3 separate regions of the Mus musculus genome follow, and regions 1 and 3 are each linked to region 2. Evidence: chromatin contacts called from public HiChIP or PLAC-seq data. All regions are on one chromosome and are shown on one strand. Each heading gives the region's core, a stretch centred on a gene start, on an enhancer-like site or on the middle of the called end of the contact. The rest is flanking DNA. Distances are from core to core; before and after follow the strand shown.

The links. HiChIP or PLAC-seq counts read pairs in DNA pulled down with a chosen protein or histone mark.
Region 1: a contact with region 2 is called in an H3K27ac HiChIP or PLAC-seq map of embryonic stem cells, with 18 read pairs. The contact joins the promoter of Usp34 here to the enhancer-like site in region 2. A contact is called at or near these places in 2 of 484 Hi-C or Micro-C datasets (embryonic stem cells and female germline stem cells) and 8 of 115 datasets of contacts at active chromatin or transcription factors (bone marrow-derived macrophages, embryonic stem cells, epiblast stem cells and 2 more).
Region 3: an H3K27ac HiChIP or PLAC-seq map of embryonic stem cells shows a contact between it and region 2, with 26 read pairs. The contact joins two enhancer-like sites. A contact is called at or near these places in 1 of 484 Hi-C or Micro-C datasets (nephron progenitors) and 4 of 115 datasets of contacts at active chromatin or transcription factors (bone marrow-derived macrophages, embryonic hindbrain and embryonic stem cells).

The regions. Positions count from the first base shown.
Region 1 is chr11:23,305,112-23,308,959 of GRCm38.p6, forward strand. It overlaps Usp34 (ubiquitin specific peptidase 34), which reads left to right and starts at 1,784. Exons shown (of 80, transcript NM_001190401.2): 1 at 1,784-1,905. The coding sequence starts at 1,863.
Region 2 is chr11:23,078,066-23,082,357 of GRCm38.p6, forward strand. No RefSeq gene overlaps it. Among named protein-coding and RNA genes, the nearest start is that of Gm12059, 15 kb to the left of the region's middle. Within about 2 kb of position 2,601, at least 33 of the 459 cell types and tissues checked have an H3K27ac peak or open chromatin away from gene starts, as enhancers often do. A contact at or near this core is called in embryonic stem cells, stem cell-derived neural progenitor cells and trophoblast stem cells, where this site is marked.
Region 3 is chr11:23,208,839-23,213,002 of GRCm38.p6, forward strand. No RefSeq gene overlaps it. Among named protein-coding and RNA genes, the nearest start is that of Xpo1, 45 kb to the right of the region's middle. Within about 2 kb of position 2,548, at least 106 of the 459 cell types and tissues checked have an H3K27ac peak or open chromatin away from gene starts, as enhancers often do. A contact at or near this core is called in embryonic stem cells, where this site is marked.

The sequences.
Region 1 (3,848 bases), core at 534-3,033, 230 kb after region 2:
AAGGTAAAAACTAACACTAAGTTGTCCTGTAAAAATTGTTTAAAAAATTACTCTTTTTTTTTTTGCCTTAATGTATGTATGTATGTATGTATGTATGTATGTATGTGTGTGTGTGTGCTAGGAGTGTGGACGGTGACCGCAGAAGTCTGAAGAGGGATTCGAATGCCCTGGAACAGGATATAGATGGTTATGAGCACCATGTGGGTGCTGGGAATTGAATCTGGATCCTCCGCAAGAGTTTCAAGTGCTCTTATTGCTGAGCCATCTTTCTGAGCTTCTAGTTCTTTTTTTTTTTTTTTTTTTTTTTTAAGATTTATTTATTTATTATATATGTAAGTACACTGTAGCTGTCTTCAGACGCACCAGAAGAGGGCATCAGATCTCATTACGGGTGGTTGTGAGCCACCATGTGGTTGCTGGGATTTGAACTTCGGACCTTCGAAAGAGCAGTCGGGTGCTCTTACCCACTGAGCCATCTCACCAGCCCGAGCTTCTAGTTCTTAATGCAATACCAAACTTAAGTTGGGTGTCCCTTTCACTTGTTTTCCACTCCTGGCTCCATTTCTTTTGGCACTGGGCAAATGGGGTTATAAAAGTCGCTCAGGCTGCCTTCGAACTCGGAGCAACCCTCCTGCCTGCATTTAGGAAGTACTGTCGTAAACCATCACGCCAGGCTTCGTTCCTCACGGTACTAGCTCTCGCTGTCTCTCTCTGATGAAAAAGCCTAATAGAGCGTTTCCGATGAAGAATGAATGGGTAGACACACACGTTGTAAGACCTCGTGCGTAAAAACGAGGTGTCACGGTTTCTCAACCGCGCCATTTCTAGTCCTGTCAAGGTGTTTCACTGCTGAGGATCCATGAGCCTCACAGAACCGCACGGCTGAGATAAACAGGGATTCAGGTTAAGACGCGCCCTGGGCTGTTCCATTCTCCCGAAGCCAGGTGGGGAGCGAGCCGCGGCGTTGCCAGCATCTGCTGACCCGCGGCCGTCTCCACCCTCAAAGTACCCGAAGGACAGGCAAACTTCACCGCTTCCCCTCGGGGGTGCGGGAGATCAGGAGGCGCCGCGCCGCGGCAGGGGACGGGGCGGGCCATCCGTCGCGGCTCCGGCCGAGTCTCCCGGAGCGCGGAGCCCGTAGGGGCGGGAGAGGCCGCGTACCCGCGACCCGCCCGCAGCCTCCGCCATCTTCCACTCACCCGCCTCCCCCCGCGGCGGCGGGCGGCGCGCTCCCCTTCCGGCCGCTGACAGAGATCCGGCTGGGCGGGGAGGGCGAGCGCGCACAGGGGGTGGACCGAGGGCGGGGAGGCCGGACGGAAGAGGAAAGGGAGGGCGGCCAGCGGCTCCGGCAGGGCGTGCGGCGTGTGTGCGGAGAGAGGCGGAGGGCGGGGGCAGCGAGGAGGGCGGAGGAATGAGTGCGCGAGGCGCCTCTCTTCGGCTCCTTCGCCTGGGCGGAAAGAGCCGAGCGCAGCCCGAGCGCTCCATTAAAATGGCGGCGGCGGCGGCGGTGGCCGCGGCGTCTGGTCGGTGGTGAAGTGACTCTGCTGCTTCTCTCCCCACCCACCCCTCCCTCTCCCCTCCCCCGTCCTTCCCCCTTCCCCCGCCGCCGGCGCCTAGGCGCCCCTGAGGCCTGCGCTCCCCTCGCCCCCCTCCTCGCCCCCGCCCGCTCCCGCTCCCGGGCCCGCCGGCCCCCTCCCCCACCCGCGGCTCCCCGCCCCGTCCTCGCCGCCGCCGCCCGCCCTCGTCGCTTCCCCGCCCCGCCGGCAGGCCGGCCCCCTCCCCTGCCTCCGTCCCCTCCCCCCCGCCGGTCGGGATCAGTCAGCGCGATCCTAAGCGGGGGAGGGGGGGGCGGCGGCCGAACGATGTGCGAGAACTGCGCAGACCTGGTGGAGGTGTTAAATGAAAGTAAGTCGCCGGGTAGGGGACCCGTCGGGGTGCACGGTTTGGGGGTCCCTGGGCTGTGCTCTCCCGCCTTGCCTGCCTTCCCGGCCTGCGGGCTGCGGCGACCGGGCCGGCCCGGCGTACGGGCCTGTGTGCCCGGGAAGGTGCGTGGTGGCGGCGGCCGTCGCGGCGCCTCGGGCCCAGGCCGCCGGGTTACCTGGGCGCCCGAGAGGCCGCGGCGCAGCCCCGGCCGGGTCCGGCTTGGGCGGTCTCGGAAAGTTTCCTCATTACAGGTGTCAATTAATGAAGGCACTAATGAGCCCTTCCGCCCCTTTCCCCCTTCGAGGAAGGTGTGGGGAGGTGGGGTCGGAGGACTAGGCTTTGCTCTGCAGTCCGAGCCTCAGGGCCGCCCTCTTTGATTTCCAGCGTGCTGGGGAGGCCTCGCTTACCTGCTAATTTTCGTTAAAGTCCGTGGGAGAAGGGTGGTGATTTTTCCATCCCTTGAGGGTGTGTGGGTGTATTCAATCCATCTGCCAGCCCTTAAATAGCAGAAATTGAACTGCAATAGTGATGATTGGAACCGTCTTACCTTAATTAAAAATAAAGGTGATAGTATTTCTTTAGTACCATTCGTCGTTTAAGTAGTAAAGTCTATTATAAGGAGATCTCTACCAACGACAACCACCCCGAGTTAGTCATGGTCTGTCTCTGAAAATGAGAGGCCTTACTCCTTATTCTTTATTATTGTATTACATATTTTATTTTTGGCCTTGCAAGATTGCATTTCTGCTTAAGAAACAGGGAATATTGCACGTCAGCCACTTGTGGGCCCAGAGGTGGTTTAGATGAAAAGATAATTTACACAAACTTGATTTGTGACAAATATTCATTTGAGGTATTGGAATTTATATTCAGTGTGATATTTTGACAGATTTCGAAACTACTTATTCCTTTTAATTCATTCATTTAAAAAGTCTATTTGTAGATTGTAATTCCCTTTTGGTTGCTTAATTTTTACTTTATTATGTGCTTGAGTTTCACTTTAATGGCTAAAAGGTTTATAATTTATTTTCAGCTATGTATTTAGTTCCTGACAGATTAAAGTAGGTGTTTTGTATATATTCAAACTACATTTTCCCATATCTGTGTCATCCTACATTTTCCTAGTATTTTATAAGGTTATTCCTATTTTGACATAAATTTCATTCTTGGTAGAAGTGATATGGTAAACATAGTTCCTTAGTACTTATTTCAGTAAAACATTTTGTATCTTAGAAATACATTGATGATTGTGACTCTCTGTTCTCCAACTTGAAAGTACTTAATTGTTTAGTATACTTTAGGAAAAATAGTTTGGGAGAAGTGATTTAAAGATTCTGTAGGTATGTGTGTGTCTGTTTACAGATATATTCCTGTGAGTGCAGCTGCCCAAGTAAGCATCAGGTCCCCTGGAGCTGGAGTTGCAGCAGATGTGAGCTGCCCCAGATGTGAGCTGCCCCATGTAGGTGCTGAGAACTGAACCCAGGTCCTCTGGAAGAGCAGCAAGTGCTCTTAACTACACTGAGCCATCTCTCCAGCCCCCTTAGGGTGTGATTTAAAACATTTTAAGCCTAACTAGGAATGTTGTAAACATAGTATCTAAAGAAAATTTACTTGAGAAGAGATGACCTTTGCATGGTATAGATAGATACTCTTTTTAAGGGCTGGTGACATCTCTCAGGGGAGTGGGTTTACTCCAGGGTCCCCACATTCTCACACACATGCATGTAAGTTAGTAATAAAAAGGTGTTATGATTGTCTTGAAATTGTGTCAGTCAGTGTTTCCCAAAGGTACTTACTTATATGCTTAGTGTTTTCTTTAAGGCTCATTGGAAAATCAGCCTTCAATCATCTCAGGAGATATATATATTTTTAAACCACCGTAGTTGTCTTAAATGCTTTCATATGTAGTGAGATGTTGTTTCAAA
Region 2 (4,292 bases), core at 1,351-3,850:
CTGGGATGTTCTCCAAATACCAGTGTGTTGAAGGCTCAGGTCCAGCACCACTTTACTGGGAGGAAACATTAAGTGTGGCCTCGTTGAACATCGTTGGAGTAGGCTGGGGAAGGAGATCAAAGGAACCTAACTTTCAAAACCATAAGCTAAAATAAACCTTTCTACAAACTAACTCTCAAGTATTTGTTACAGTTCTGGGAAGCGGACTGACCCCAGTCATGAAGGCCTGTGGAGAAACAGTCCTGGAAATCTTCTGGGCCTTGGCTGATTGATGTCAATGTCTCAGCTGTGACATTTGTTATAGTTATACAAATGGTACACAGGAACTCTCTATTATTTAAAACAATTTCATGTAAATATAGTAATTTCAAAATAATGAATTTTAGAACAGTGTTCTGAAGAATAATCAGGGCAACTAAGGGGGCAGAGATGAGAGCAATTATTCTGTATAGGAGAGTTTGGAAAGTCTTCAACTGAAACACATTACCGTATTACCCATGGATACCTGGAGAATCCCAGAAGGAGGACCCTGGGGTGGGACCTCACAAACTCTTCCTTCACCCACATTAGAATGTCAATAGCCCAGACTTGTACAGATAATCTGTGCTGCTATAAGTTTATGCTTGCAACATTATGGGAGGTTCAAGGACTAGTGTGGGACTGTAATGGCCTAGGATTACAGAGGAAGAATCCAGGAGAGTTTCAATCCCAGGCCTCAGGCAGCATGGAGTTGGCTCTCTCCCAGCTCCCATCCTGGCACCATAAAGTTGACTCCCCCATCATCAACCCTAGTAAGAGTTTATTACCCTCATAGTTATTAGGCTTCTTTCTGGTTTGACCTTATAAGTCCTTGTGCTCCCACTATCAGCCCACTGCAGCCCCTGAATATGCAGATGATGCCTCTTCCAACACCTCTGCCCTGGCCATTGTACAGGGCCACACAAACCCAGGCCACCTCCCCAGGAGTATAAATACCCCTTTTCCAACCCCTCTCCATTATGCCTGTACACAATTAGATGTGAATATGGTTAAAATCAGATATTTTATATAAGGGGAAATGTGCAGAAAACAAAAACAAAAACAAAAAAAAAAAACTCAGTAAAACTAGAGAACCATCCAAATTCCACGCCTAGTACCAAACTGCTCCTTCTCCTAAAGTCAAACCCAGACAGTGACCAGAGCCCTGAGGTTCCTTGCTCATGTGGCCCCCTGTTCCCTTGCAAGTGTATTCTGATCTTTTCCATTGTTTTGCTTTGAGTAATACTCCTTCACTGCTTTACAATCTGTGTGGGTTTTGCCTCACTGTTAAACAAGAGCCTGGGAACACACAGTGACTACTGGCAACACCATCCTGGTGAGCTAGGACAGAGCAACAGGCAGTAAAATGAGAGATGGTGGAGATGGTGGTGGAAGAGACAACCACACAGGTTTACAGGCCACAGTTAAGCATGTCTGCCTTCGTTCTGAGGGAATGAGAAGCTGAGGAGAGCCGACATGTTGTGACTTATACTTTAGAAGTATGATTTCATTCCATTAAAAAAATAAATAAGCAAGAGGGCAGGGTATGGAGCAAGAGCCGTGCTTTGGACCAGCTGCCAGAGGAGGTAAGGAGCTGTCTGCTTCTGTGGTTTAGGTATGGCTACCTGCTCTGATGGGCTCCATGTGGGACAGGAGAGAAGAGGTCCGAGATCGGAACCCAGTCACGAGGGAAATGGAGCACAGAGAGAGGGAAGAGTAAAAGGGCAGGTCAAAAGGTTAGGTTTCTTTGTCTTTTTTTGTTTTGTTTTCATTTGCTGTAGAATAATCTTTTACAATGTCTTTTAAGCCAGGCAACACTTGGGAAGCAGGGACAGGCAGTTATATAGTGAGTTCCAGGACAGCCAGGGCTATGTAGAGAGATGGTCTCTTTTCAATTCCATACATGTATAGATTTACCATATAATTCCATACATGTATACATGCAGAGATTCACTTCTTCCACTCCCTGGAATTCCCAACACATTCCCCTTTAGCCGTCGTGTCCTTTCTTTCTTGCTCTCTTTGTAATTCATCCAGTCCACTTAGTGCTGCCTGTCAGGATGCTGCCTAACCTCATTGATTCAATTTTGTGCAGAGGTCATAAGCAGTATTACAGCTGCAGTGAGCTTATGCACACAATGGCCACACTGTGTGCAGAGGAAGCATTACACAGTACAAAGTTGTGTGCAGTGTTATATTGTTAAAGGTCCATGATTCATTGAAGAATGATACCCCAGACTCAAATAAGTAAATGCAAAGAGTGTTTTATTCTGCAGAAGTCCAGCATGATGGGGTCTCCCCATTACCAAGATAGGGAGACACCCAATTGAGCTTGCAGGCCTGATTTAAAGCACATTAGGGAATTTGGGGGTAGGTGGCCTCTATGTTAATCTGTTGGATCCATCTCTACAGACATTCCATTACCAGAGTGTGGGGGCTGGAAACTTGCCAGGGAGGTCTGGGAACTGTTTCTGAGGAAGTAGCTGAGGAAGTCTGGAAACTGCTGCTGACCCACTGTCCTTGCTTCAGGCCAGGTTGCTGGGACATTCCATTGCCTGGAGCCTGCAGTCTTTTTCTGACTTGTCTGGGCTTGCCTAGGCTTGCCCAGTTTTTAGGCCTAGTCTCCTTAACTACCAATTTGAAGTCTGTCCTGGAATCAGCCTAGCCTTCTCAATGCCTTTGGTGAGTTTATGTGCACAGCGGCCACACTGTGTGCTGAAGGTAGTATTGCACAGCACTCTTCTCCACTCTGGTCCTTTTCCGATGCCCCCTGAATCTTGATGTGGTAGTGGATGTAGATGTCCCATTTAGAACTGTGGATTCAACAGTCACTTCCCAGGCCATGGGCTTTTGACCAGGTTTACAGTACCAGACATGAATTCCTCAGGAGGCCTCAGAGCCAACAAGAGAGTGGCTGGCTCTCCCAGTGATCTTCATGCCTTTACTGACCCAGGCACATTTTGCCTGGCAAGTGACTATTGTAGCACGCAGGATCCACCACTTGGGAACAGTATTGATCACTTTTCTCTCTTGGTGGCCTGCACAGCACCTATTAGCACTATGAAAGATAGCTACCAGGAAGTTGTCGAGTCAGTTCTAGCTTGATTTCTCTCTGCCCTGAAATAAGTGCCGTGTCTTCAGCCAAAGGGTCTTATCATCTAGTTATGGTGGGAGAATGAGCAGTAGTGGTGGCTGTGTGGGGACCTCTAGGCCTCCCTGACAAACACCTAATAAGGTGGGATCCCTCATCTGGCACTGAGACTTTTATTTAATAACTCATGTCTTGGGCTGGAGAGATGGCTCAGCGGTTAAGAGCACTGACTGCTCTTCCAGAGATCCTGAGTTCAATTCCCAGCAACCACGTGGTGGCTCACAACCATCTGTGATGAGATCTGATGCCCTCTTCTGGTGTGCATAAAGAGAGTGACAGTGTACTCATATACAAAAAAATTAAATAAATGAACCTTTTAAAAGAATACCTCATGTCCTTCTGGGCAGGGGGGCTGGGAAACAACGCACCCACGAAGAATGTTGTGCTCAAACTCCCTAAACAGTTTTTTAAAATTATCTTACTAAGTAGAGGATTTCCATGTAGGTTGTCAGACATTCTAGGCTATAATTAATTCACCCCACCAGCCCCTCTCTTTCCCTGCCCCCACACGTGCTTAATTGTTAACTCCCCATGTCCTCTCCTACTTTACACTACAGGCACTCTACGCTAAGCCCCACCCATTGGCCCTTTCCACATTCCTGGGCTCTACTGAGACTCCAGATTAAACACACACCCCTAAAAGTTCCCCGAGGATCCACCTATGACAGGGGACGAGAAGCCATTGTGTTAACTGTGGGGCAGAGCTTAGACAGAATGCTAACTCATTGTCTTTCTGAACCTGAGCTACTCATTTCATGTTCTATTTTTCTAGCTCAGTCACTTCACTGCGAATTTCATAATTTCATTTTTCTTTATACATGAATAAAATTTTACTTTGTGGGGCTTGAGAGATGGTTTGGTGGTTAAGAGCACTTGCTCTAGAAGAGGACCTAGGTTTGATTCCCAGAACCCACCCACATCCTGGCTCACACCTGTCTGTTACTCCATTCCCAGGGATCCAAAACTTTCCACTGACCTTATGGGTCACCGGACATGCACATTGTACACATACATACATACATACATACATACGTGCAAAACACTCCAACAGATAAAAAAATTAAAAAATAACTAGTGTATATGTATCATGTCTTCATTAACCATTAGTTGATAGACATCTAAG
Region 3 (4,164 bases), core at 1,298-3,797, 130 kb after region 2:
GGACCTCTTATAGAAACAGTTCTTTGGGGGTGATTCCAATCTTTGTTGTCTGAAGTCCTTTAGCAAAGCACAGACACAAATCATCAGCAGATGCACTCCAATCCACTCGGCAATCACCACGCATGAACTGCAGTTCCAGCCAGAAGAAACCGTGAGGCTCAGTAAAGCGGCCTGTGTGGCAGAAGAACAAGAAGTCACCAGAACATCAGAAGTTCTTTGGTGAGTTACTCTCTATGAAGTCATGCCAAGGGAAGACCAGCAGAGTGATGCCAGGTGAACCAATACAACAGCATCATCAGTGACAACTAGCAAGGTGAGCCAATGTCAGAGCCCCTCCCACCGTCTGTGGGGTCACATCCCATGTCCACTTCAGCAAAACATGTCTTACATGTGCCTGCTGCAATATTCTAAACTTCCTTTCACCTGTCTGCCCCAGGAAACATCATATGACACAATTGAATTTCCAAAGAAACCAGAAATTTCCACTTCAAACCTTTATTTATTTATTTATTTATTTATTTTGTTTTTTTCGAGACAGGGTTTCTCTGTGTAGCCCTGGCTGTCCTGGAACTCACTCTGTAGACCAGGTTGGCCTCAAACTCAGAAATCCTCCTGCCTCTGCCTGGGATTAAAGGTGTGCGAGACCACTGCCCGGCCCTTCTTTTATTTTTTTAGATGATTTATTTATTTATCTATGTGCGTATGAGTTTGTGTAAGTGTATGTGCACATGTGTATACAGGTACAGACACCTGAAGGCATCAGGTATCTTGTCTATCATTCTCAGCTTATTCCTTTTTTAATTATTATGGAATATTTTTTCTTTATGTGTATCTGTTTACTGTGTCTGTGCCTGATTACTGCAAAAGCCAGAGGGAGGCATCAGAATCCCGAGACCTAGAGTTACAGATGTTTGTGAACCACCTTGTAGGTGTTGCGATTCAAACCTAAGTCCTTTGGGAAAACGGCCCAGTGCTCTTAACCACACGGCCATCTCTCCTGCCTCTTGGCAGAGTTTCTGCCTGAACCTATAGCTCGTATTCTCTGGGCTAGGCTGGAAGCCAGCCACCCTCAGAGATCTTCCAGTACCAGCTCCACTCACACCTGGGTACGTACTGAACACACAGCTTTTTATGTGGCTGTTGGAATCAGAACTCCAGTCCTCCTGGTTGTGAAACAAGCACTCCTAACTGCTGAGTCAACACTCTACCCTCAATTCCCAACTTAATTCTTTTTTTTTTTTTTTCTTTAACCTTCATTTCGAAGTTTATGTTGTAGCACTTTGTTTCAATATAATGTAACTTACTGATCAGGACTGTTTATAAATGTAACACTTGGCCTATGTGTAAGTGTGTATGTATACACATATGTGTGTATGTATACACACATATGTGTGCTCATGGAGGCCAGAAACCATGAGTCGCCTGATGTGAACACAGGGAACAAAATTCTAGTCCTCTGAGACAGGATCTCACCAAGTAACTCTGGCTGGCCTGCAACTTGCTATGTAGACCAGACTGACCTTAGACATGTCATAGAGATCCACCTGTGTCAGACTCCCATATACTGGGTTAAAGGTATCTGTCACCACCCAGTCTATCCCCCCCCCTTTAAATTAAAAAAAAAACAAAACAAACAAACAAACAAAACAAACAAACAATCAGTATGTTAAGTGAAAAACCATGTTGTCTTACTACATGCTCAGAAAACTGTCTACTTCTACATGAAGAGACTTTTCTGTATGGATTTGATTCGCTTCCCAGTGAAAGCTCCCTCCCGAGACACTTCTTTGGGATCAGTCCTGATGCTCTCCTTATATAAGTAATAATACAATTTTACCTCTTAATTGTGTGTATTGACTTTGAGTCTACTGTGGTGTGGGGGAGGGACTGTGAGCTGTTGGGCTACAATTATGCACTGATCAAAATCCTTAGAATGGAGCAGAGTGGGCAGTGTCACATGACACCAGTGTTCCTTGCCTTCAGGAAGCTGCCACGGGGTGTGGTGGGGGGTGGGGTGGGGGTAGGGGGTGAGGGGATGAGGGCTGGAGGCAGTGTCCAAATTTCATATGTACATCTGATATGCTGGGTTTGATTTTAAATTTTTAAGTAACCAATTACTATGACTAGTTGCTTTATTCTACAGAGTGTGCCAACGACTCAGACAGAAGTGTGTTGTAGTTGGCTTGGTGGTACACACCTGTAAACCCAGTACTTCTGCAGGTGAAGGCAGAAGGCTCTCCAGTTCCAGGCCAGTCTCAGCTACAGGGTAAGACTCTGTCTCAAAACAAACAAGCCCCAATAAGTAGATCCCTTCGCTCCGCTTGAATGCCAGTGTTTATTCTTAGACGGAACAGTCCTTGGGAACTACAGAAATGCTCTTTTTGGAGAAAAGGAAGTTTAAAAACGGGTGCAACACTGTGAGTTGTGAACTAACGGGCTGAGCAGGGAAAACCCAGGCCCCGAGCAGAGGGGGAAGGCTGAGGTGGCCAGGCAGCGGAGGCAGGGGCGGGAGTGGACAAAGAAAGGAAACCCAGAACAATAGCGCCCCTCCACCTCTGCTCCCGGGAGGCGTGGCTGCCTCAAGGGTGGGATTGGCTCAAAACTGCATGGGGGATTAGAAGTTACCTCGCAGAGGCTTTTAAATATTTTCTGTGAATTCTAAATGTGGCTGAGGGAAGAGAAGCGTCTCCAGGACCAGGCGCTTCTTCAGGCCCCACTTTCTAACTTCACTGCCGCGAGATGGGGTCGCTGACGACAACACCATCTCAATTAGTCTCTTTCTTTGTTTTTATTTAGTTTTTTTTTTTTCTCTTTTCTTTTCTTTTCTTTTCTTTTCTTTTCTTTTACTTAGAATCTCACATAGCCCGGGCTGGGCTGAAACCTGCTGTACCCGAGGACGACCCTGAGTTTCCTGATTTCTTGACTTCTTCCCAAGCACTGAGATTCCAGACAGTGTGCCACCACACTCCCGTGTTTGCTTGACCATTTCTTTCTTTCTTTCTTTTTTTTTTTTTTAAAGATTTATTTTGTTAATATATGTAAGTACACTGTAGCTGTCCTCAGACACTCCAGAAGAGGGAGTCAGATCCTGTTGCGGATGGTTGTGAGCCACCATGTGGTTGCTGGGATTTGAACTCTGGACCTTCGGAAGAGCAGTCGGGTGCTCTTACCCACTGAGCCATCTCACCAGCCCTCTTTTTTTTTTTTTTAAGATTTATTTATTATTATATCTAAGTACACTGTAGCTGTCTTCAGATACACCAGAAGAGGGCGGCGGATTTCATTACAGATGGTTGTGAGCCACCATGTGGTTGCTGGGATTTGAACTCAGGACCTTCAGAAGAGCAGTCAGTGCTCTTAACCACTGAGCCATCTCACCAGCCCAGCTTGACAATTTCTATAGGGATCAAATTTAACAGTGATGTCATAAAATCTTTTCATAGAGAAAGCTGCTCTTAGACCTGCACTCTGGGGCTGGAGAGATGGCTCAGTGGTTAAGAGCACAGACTGCTCTTCCAGATGTCTTGAATTCAATTCCCAGCATCCACATACATGGTGGCTCACAACCATCTGTATTGGGATCTGAAGCCCTCTTCTGGTGTGTCTGAAGATAGCTACAGGATACTCATACATATAAAATAGATAAATAAATAAATTAAAAACAAAAACAAAAAACCTGCACTCTGCACTCCCAGTACTTGGCAGGCAGAAGGCTGAAGGTTTCTGCAGCATTCAGGCTGGCCAGAGCTGCAGAGCAAGATCCTGTCTAGTCTCAAACCTTCTTTCTATACAGTTAAGGATGACCTTGAACTTCTCATCTACCTGTTTCCCCCAAGTGCCAGGGCTGGTCACCAGCTAAAAATTTGCTGTTGCTCGGTTCAGTATACATGCCTGGCATTTGGGAGGCTTAAGCAGTAAGTCCCCGGCCAGCCTGATCTACAAAGCCGGGGAAGGCTCCATAATGAGATTCCATCCCAAAACCAAAGCAATTACAATACAGGACTGGAGAGACAACTCCATTAAAGTGCTATTCATGAACACAGGAGGATTAGTTTGGATCTCAGAACACATACAAACACCAGTAATTCCAGCACTGAAGGCAGAAATAGGGAACACCCCCCACAAAGCTGGTTAGTGAGCTCTGGGTTCACTTGAGAGACCCTG